2 separate regions of the Ovis aries genome follow, and region 2 is linked to region 1. The links are chromatin contacts, called in public Hi-C maps. All regions are on one chromosome and are shown on one strand. Each heading gives the region's core, a stretch centred on a gene start, on an enhancer-like site or on the middle of the called end of the contact. The rest is flanking DNA. Distances are from core to core; before and after follow the strand shown.

Region 1 (4,354 bases), core at 1,388-3,887:
AAAGATAAAGCAATATCATGTTGATATTATGACACAGCTGTTAAAGTAGCGCCGTAAACTGAGACTTTTGCAGCTTTTAATAGGAACCTGTTGTTTTGCTAAAACTGTTAGAGACTCTTGCTTCGTGTAATAGTTTTTTGGGAAAGCTTACTTTTGTCTGTCAGGAAAAGAAAAGTGTAATTCCCATTTGTGTATCATAGACTAGGTTTGAAGAGAATCACAAGTTATTAAACAAGAACTTGAAAAAGGTAAAGATTTTGGAATCATGGAAAGAAGGGGTGTGATGGTCACAGAAGAGGAAAAACAAAGAAAGGTACAAAACCTGAAAAGGAGAAATACTACTTCATTTAAATTTTAAATCATTTAAAATTATTTTCTTAAGAGGAAAAGTGCTAGATTTCTGAACTTCAGTGATGGTCTTCTTTTGTTTTTAAACTATTCTACATTAAGAATTATCTGAGAGAAGTGTATTTCGGGGTCACTTATACATAGATACAGACATAAGTAACTGGTAATACCAAATCAAAAGTTGAATTACCTTAATTCTCTACATTATTTTGAGTCTGCAGTTACTTACAGTCCAGATCTGTGGGTGACTGGTTGTGTTCACCAGTCACATGCTGTGATACGCTTTTAACTGGCTTTTTAGTTGAACCGTGGTGTTAGCACACGTTGTTAATAGTAATATTTCAGGCAGCACAGGAGTCCCTATCCTCTCCTTTCATAGGCAGCAACTCCAGCCATTTCACAGGACAGTGTGCTAAGAACATGTGTTTCTTGTTAGAACAATGTGTTTAAAAATTTGTTTCATTTTGTTGTTTTTATGTTTTAAGTTCATATTAAAATGTGTCTGAGGATAATTATGTTATTTTAGTAGAGATGTTATTTATAACTGAGTCATACAATTGTGTCCTATTGTACAAACTGGAGCACATGTTCACTCTTACTGGTGTTAGGTGGTGGTGCTCAGCTGAGCAGTAGAGAGAAGGTGGGTTAGTATGCAGGGTCTAGAGTGACTCCTCGGGGAACAGTCAGCGTGCCTCTTGGCCAGACATGTTACCAGTGAGCTTTCTCAGCAGAAGGCAGGCGTCATGCCAGAGATAAAGAGCCTTTCCATGTTTGGAGTTAGCAAACAAAACTCACCTGGAACTTTAAAATACTTGTTGGGGAAACGTATTTTCTGATGGTGCCAGATATTAAAGTCTGAGGTCTTCTTGTGCTGTGGACAGCATGTAAGGAATGATGATTCTAAAACCAGCCTGGTTGTCAACATTTTCCCATAGAGACTGGGCACAGAAATCAGTGTGTTTAAAACCAGCCAAGATCAAGAGCAGCTAACACTGGAAGTAAAAGATTTGAGGATTATTTTGCACCTGATGTTTAGGTGAGCCATTGCATGTAATTCTATTTCATATCTGGAAAAAAGCCCTCTCTCAAACTTTTACCTATTTCCTCTTAATATGAGTAACTGCTGTCTGCAAGTATTTATGGAGGATATGCTCTTTGTAATTGAAAGACAGGAAAGAGACAAGTGCCTTGGTCTAGGTCTTGTTTCCTTTTGTAATACCTATTTTTGATGTTATCGCCTCTCACTTACCAAAGGACCTGGATGAAGCCCTTGCTGTTTTATAACTGGCAGGCTGAAGTGAGCTTTTCCATGTGTCCAGGGCCAGCAGAGTCCATAAACGCCCTCTTTGTGTCCGCCCCTAGCACCCCGGCTCTGTGCTGGGCCTTCCAGGGGCCTCCATTACTCCTCACCTGAGAGCCGCGTGCGTTCGCGCTGCCTGGACGGCTGCATGAATAAAACCCAGGGCAAGTGGCCTGACCATTCTGTCAAGGCTCAGTGTCTGTCGCACAACTCCCCTGCTGTGAAGTAGAATCTTGACATCTTAGTGAGCATATAGCATATTAAGTTCTGTTATTTTCCTCATTGAAAGTATGTAGTGATTATACACAGATATTTTGTGTATTAGATTTGGATATCCAACAGCTAACAGTTTATTACCATTTTAATGTCAGATTGTGACTCCTTAAAAAAATAAAACGAAATTGTTGTAATGTTTTTGTGCATCTTTGCTCAACATAGTACTCAGTGTAAGTATTTAATATTTTTCATTATTGAACATTTATATACCCCCAAATTGCCTTTAGTTAGTAAAATGGGACATTGCAAGTTAAGGAAATTAACTTGGAAAAGTGTAAGTGAAGTATTTTTAGTAAAGTACAAAAACTTCATTGCCTCATGCAGGTGCTTTATTTCATGTGTTCGAGCCTCCTTGTTTTATGCCCCAACCTTTTATTGTGGAAAATTCCAAAGATGCACAGAAATAGAACACGCAGCTTCAACAGCTGTAAGCTTTATTTCATGTGTGCTCTTCCAGCCCCAGATTATTGTGAGGCACGTCCTAGACATCAGATAAGTCCACCACAGACACGTCAGTGTGTTTCTGTAAAGGGCGATCAAGCCCCGTTTGTAGACAGCTCATGGGGAGGCCTAGTGCTCAGTCATGTGTTCCCTTCTGGTGGAGCTGTACCCCAAATGGGAGCCTTGTGAGAGGATGAGGTCGTGGAGGAGGTGGTGTCTTCCCCACCATGTACAGAGTCCCTGCTGCTCCCAACTCCACAAGGGGGCAGACAGAGGAAGGGGAAAGTGAGCTGAATGGAACCTGGTTTGAGTTTCACTTTCGTTCAGCAGTCACGTAAAGGCAGACCATTTCTGGGGTGACTTTTCAGAAGCAAGTAATGGCTTCTGAAGGAGTTCTCAGTGCCCCTCCTTGCTCTTAAGACACAGAGTGAGATTAGATATTTATTAAGCAAAAATCTAAAACATTTCCAGAGCATTGCCTGTAATGTTCTCTTAATGATTTGGGCTTTGATGGAAATATAGCATTTGAACTTTTTTGCCACCTGTAGTTTTGGATAACCTGTTGAAGTTTCTCACTGGGTGATGAGCACGTGGCCTAACTGACATATGTTTGTGGGCGCTTAGCTTGTGCAGACGGGGTGCAGCGCTGTCTCTGTGTCCACACAGCCTTCTCCTTTCTCAAATCCTCAGTGGCTTTGTCCGTGTCTCCAAGTGAGTTCTGTTCACAGACACCTGCAGGTGTGTCATGGTGACTCTTGTGTGGCGAGGACAGGATTCTGTGTGCAGCAGCTAACCGTAAACGCCTGAACACTATAAACATTGGTTTTTAGTCTGAGATAGAGTGTGTGTAAACAGAAAAACTTCTTTGTCTGAAGTTGAATGCGCTGATGTGTGGGACTTGTTCTCCTTCTGCACCATGTGTATTTGCTCTTCCTGTTCTCTTTTTTTGTTTCCCAGAAAATGTATTTGGGGAAAATGCTGTTTTTCCAAGCAGACTGTATGAGACTTGCATTTTGTATAAGTGATTTTAGCTGCTGTAAGATCCTGGAGGGAAGTGATGGGATAAAAATGCAGAAGTTGATTTTTCTTTTTTTTTTTTTTGCCTGTGTTTTGGCATCTGTTTTGCATTGGTTTCCTTCTGTTGCCACCACTCAGATCGCCTATCCCTGCAGCGTGACATATAATTATAATGGAACTGTTATCTGCATTCCTGTAGCATTCTTTTTTTCCCAGCACTTAATGCCTTTTATTCCTTAGCTTCAGGCAGGAATTGTGTAGCATATGTGAAGAGGCTTAAACTGTTTCCATTACATTCTTTCTGGATGGCTCCGTTATATTTAGGCTTACATTTTCGACAAAGTCGGAATGTTATTGTGGTTGACCTTGACCCCAGATAACTGGGCAGACATTATATAGCCATGTTTGAGTCCTCACAGAACGTGCTCCTGAAGCCAACGGAGTCCTGGCGGGAGGCCCTCCTGGACAGCAGGGTCATGGAGCTGTTCTTTACCGTAAGTCCTGCCCCCACCCCCGCCCACAGGGAGGCCACAGAAGGGTGCCTCGGGAAGGCCAGCTTCTATATTTCTCTTAAGTGAAACAGGACAAATTGCTTTTGTCCTCCAAAGCCTTCTCTTCTAATCAGTATACTGCTTAAACAAAGATTATAAAGAAATGTTTTTGCTGGTTTATAAGAATGTCATGTAATTAGGATGGGTTTAATGTCATAGGGCTCAAGGTGTTGGCCTTGGGACCTCTTTACACTCTTAAAAATTATCGAGAACCCCAAACAGCTTTGGTTTATGTGGGTTATAGCTAATAGTGTTTATATTTTCCATATTAAAAATTCAAACTGAGAACTTTAAAATATAAATTATTAATTCACCTAAAAATAGCAATATCAGACCACTACATAGTAACATAAATAACATTTCAGTGAGCAAACAGCTACATTTTTAAAAACAAATTAAACCTTTAGTGAGAAGAGTGGCA
Region 2 (4,070 bases), core at 1,483-3,982, 190 kb after region 1:
TTTTCCAGTGAGTCAGTTCTTCACAAAGTATTGGAGCTTCAGCTTCAGGTGGCCAAAGTATTGGAGCTTCAGCTTCAGCATCAGTCCTTCCAGTGAATATTCAGGACTGATTTCCTTTAGGATTGACTGGTTTGATCTCCTTGCTGTACAAGGGACTCTCAAGAGTCTTCTTGAACACCACAGTCCAAAAGCATCAGTTCTTTGATGCTTAGCCTTTATGGTCCAACTCTCACATCTGTACATGACTATTGGGGAAACCATAGCTTTGATATATGGACATTTGTTGGCAAAGTAACGTCTCTGCTTTTTAATAAACTGTCTAGGTTTGTCATGGCTTTTCTTCCTAGCTGTGCAGTTCATATAATTTTCACACATCACAAAGTACTCCCAAGCATTTAAAAATGTAAAAATCACGCTTATCTCTCAGGCCACAGGGCAATAGTGGACTCTGGTTTGCTGACTGATGTACTTTTCAGTTCCATTATAGTTTCATCTCTTATGTTGTAGATCCAGTTCCACTGCACCTGTAACCAAGAGAAAACTAAGATCCCTAATTGAAAAGTTCTTTGCCCTATCTCTTGGGGTCTTAATACTGATAGACTTTATTGTTTAAGTGTATCATGAAAGAGTTTGGCCACTTTTTAAAGTCCTTTCAGGCATCAAGGAGAACATAGGGAAACTGTAAATAAGGTTTTCTTTTTCTTAGGCTAGATTAAAGGCTTTCCTATAATATTTTCCTACTACTTTGCTTAATTAAGAGCTAATATTTTAAGTATTATTGGTGGCCAGCTAAACTGAGCTTTTGGAGATCAGCCTAAGATTTTTTAACCAAGGAACAAACAAGCAACACCCCTTCCAAAAATCAGTTAGCAGCCTTATTTAGGAAAAGCAAATGTCCTGAATTGTGTGTCTTTGCTCATGAGTGGCTTTCTTTCTAGTCCCACCCCTCTCCCCTCACCACTAGTAAGCTGACTGCACTTTAATGTGCAGAACTGGTTGTGCTTCTCTGGCAGGAAGCAGGATTTCAGGGTATCTCGTGACACCTCTGCTCAAGTTTTTGCTGGCGAAGCCGCCAGGAGGATCAACTGTGAGTCGTGTCTCCTCACCGTCCTGATTGGGGAGAGGTACACTCACTTTTAGGTCTTATGACTTGTGTAAGTCCACCTACATCCCCTTTTTTTTTGTTAATTAGGGAACTAAAAGATCTCTCATGCCACAACTAAGACCCAGCACAGCCAAATAAATATTTTAAAAAAGAAGCAGCAGCAGCAGTATAAACAGTGTATCTTCCTGACTAGATTGAATTGACTGGTGTTTGGGGAGAATGGATATATGTATATGTGTGGCTGAGTCCCATTGCTGTCCACCTCATCTTTTTCTAACAGAATGGGAAAACGAGTCTCTTAAAACCTCAAGTATTCAAACTCGTAACAGGGAACTTGACCTTGGAAAAGCCTATTAGCAGATACTTCGCTGCTTGGCTTTTGTTCTCCAGCAAATGCTCAATGCTTGGCCTGTTAGGGCTCAAGAATTTGAGAGGGTGGTTGTATTTCAAGAAGGAAAACACAGGTCGAGTAAACAAAGTTGAAATGTGGACTCGGATTGGGAGTGTTTTGTTTCTTATGACTTGTGTTCAGTTTCATTTCCATGTGGTGACATGCCGGGCTCGCCTCTCGGGACCAGGACCCCAGCCTGGGCCGTGGTGACATCTGAGTGACAGCCCCACGTGGGGGCAGAGGGCCAGCTGCCCGTCTGCCTGGAGCCCTGGCTGAAATTGCCATCTTTGGGTGAACTCTGCTCGTGTGTCAACTGCCATCTCTCTCATGTGGCGATGGTCATTCTGAACTTGAGTCACTGAAAATGGATCTGCTTTTCCACGTGGACATGGATTTAGTAGACCAGCAGAAGCGGTCTCTGAAAACTGGGTGGCTGCCCTGGGCTCTGGTGCCTCGGTAGCTGAACTTCCTATCCCGACAGCTGGGTCTCTGAGTCGGTTAACTTGCCACCCAGATCTGTGCATTTGCTTCAACATCTTGAACCTGGATTTGATCTGGATTCCTCTGGATTGGTCTGGTTTGAAGCTGCCTTGTAGTTGTCCACGTAGCTTTGGTTGGAATAATTGAGGTTAATAGATCACAGAATGGCCTCCCATGGCTCCCATCCAAGTCTTGCTACAGTCACTGAAAAATGTATGCAATCTGGGTGTAACCATAAGAAACATGCACAAGACATTCATGGAGAAATTTTTTTTAATTTTATTAATTAATTTTTATTTTTGGCTGTGCTGGGTCTCCATTGCAGCACAGGCTTTTCCCTAGTTGTGGTGCGTGGGGGCTGCTCTCCAGTTGCGGTGTGCAGGCTTCTCTTGTTTCGGGCACTCTAGGTGCACAGGCTCAGTAGTGGTGGGTCCCGGGCTCAAGAGCACAGGCTCAGTAGTTGTGGCACACAGGCTTAGTCATCCCATAGCATGTAAGATCTTCCTGCACCAGGGATCCAAGCCAAGTCTCCTTCATTGGCAGACAGATTCTTTATCACTGAGCCACCAGGGAAGCCATCACCGAGAGATTTTTTTCAGCTGTATGAAGGCCAGTAAAGAAGAAATAAGTTAGCCGGCAGGAGCCTGTCTGCAGGGATGTAACCAGGAGGGTGCAGGGCATTGGGTGACCGGACCTCCCTGGGCTGAGAAGTTCCCAAGTGACCTGAGTGCTGTCGCCAGAAGCTGACTCCAAGGGGCCGTGGGTTCTGTGGGTCATTGAACCTGACGTATCTGTGTATTCACAGGTCATGCTGTCCCTTGGCTGTCACTAGGACAGTCCAAATGATTGCTTCACGTCACTTATTGACTCTTCTTCCCAAACAGGAATGGTTTCCCCTTTTCTGATTTGTGAAAGTTGTTATTGTTGTTCAGTTGCTAAGTCAGGTCTGACTCTTTTCGATCCCATGGACTACAGCATGCCAGGCTACCCTGTCCTTCACCATCTCCTAGAATTTGCTCAAACTCATGCCCATTGAGTAGGTGATGCCATCCAACTATCTTATCCTATGTTGCCCCCTTCTCCTCCTGCCTTCAATCTTTCCCAGCATCAGGGTCTTTTCCAATGAATCAGTTCTTCGTATCAGGTGGCCAAAGTATTGGAGCTTCAGCTTCAGCCTCAGTCCTTCCAGTGAATATTCAGGGTAGATTTCCTTTAGGATTGACTGGTTGGATCTTTCTGCATCAGTTCTTCAGTGCTCAGCCTTCTTTATGGTCCGACTCTCACATATCCTAATTGTACACTTAAAACTGGGGAGAAGCCAGAGTACTTTGACTGTCTCTGGCTGGTAGGGTGAGGAGTGACTGCTCTTGGGTTCGGGGAGTCACACCGACGTCCCCTTCCTGTGGGCTCCAGGCGTGTGGACACATGTGTTCCCTGGGCAGGAGAGCTGTGAAGGCTCACGTAGGATTAAGTAGGGTGTGGACACAGGAATATGAGTTCTGGTCGCTTCTCCCTGTGAGGTTTCCCTCGGGCAGTGGGTCTGGGCACGCAGATCCCCAGGTCTCCTGTGGCACAGACAGAGGGATGGTCTGCCTGCAGCATACTGGCCTTTATCTGCCTCTGGGGAGGTTTTCAGGTCGAGGTGTCCAAGGTGCTGGGCTGGTCACCCTCATGAGTAAGTGGTGTGTTGGGGGGTCCATCGGCAGACTGGGGACTGGGCCCTGTGCTGTCAAGCAGAAGTCTCAGTTCAGTTCATTCAGTGTGTCCAGCTCTGCGACCCCATGGACTGCAGCACGCCAGGCCTCCCAGTCCATCACCATCTCCTGAAGCTTGCTCAAACTCATGTCCATTGAGTTGCTGATGCCATCCAACCATCTCATCCTCTGTTGTCCCCTTCTCCTGCCTTCAATCTTTCCCAGCATCAGGGTCTTTTCCAGTGAGCCAGTTCTTCTCATCAGGTAGGACTAAAGTATTAGAGCTTCAGCTTACTGACCAAACTGATCACATGGACCACAGCTTTGTCTAACTGGATGAAACTACGAGCCATGCCGTGTAGGGCCACCCAAGATAGATGGGTCATAATGGAGAGTTCTG

Evidence for each region. A called contact is a pair of places that touch in the nucleus more often than the background predicts.
Region 2: a Hi-C map of liver shows a contact between it and region 1, with 4 times the contacts expected there. The contact joins two enhancer-like sites. A contact is called at or near these places in 4 of 16 Hi-C or Micro-C datasets (liver, muscle, omental adipose tissue and 1 more).

The regions. Positions count from the first base shown.
Region 1 is chr10:35,986,549-35,990,902 of ARS-UI_Ramb_v3.0, forward strand. It overlaps XPO4 (exportin 4), which reads left to right. Exons shown (of 23, transcript XM_060394483.1): 7 at 3,763-3,876. Among named protein-coding and RNA genes, the nearest start is that of XPO4, 47 kb to the left of the region's middle. Within about 2 kb of position 2,638, at least 20 of the 54 cell types and tissues checked have an H3K27ac peak or open chromatin away from gene starts, as enhancers often do. A contact at or near this core is called in liver, where this site is marked.
Region 2 is chr10:36,175,764-36,179,833 of ARS-UI_Ramb_v3.0, forward strand. The region is part of intron 2 of CRYL1 (crystallin lambda 1); the gene reads left to right. Among named protein-coding and RNA genes, the nearest start is that of CRYL1, 9.8 kb to the left of the region's middle. Within about 2 kb of position 2,733, at least 3 of the 54 cell types and tissues checked have an H3K27ac peak or open chromatin away from gene starts, as enhancers often do. A contact at or near this core is called in liver, where this site is marked.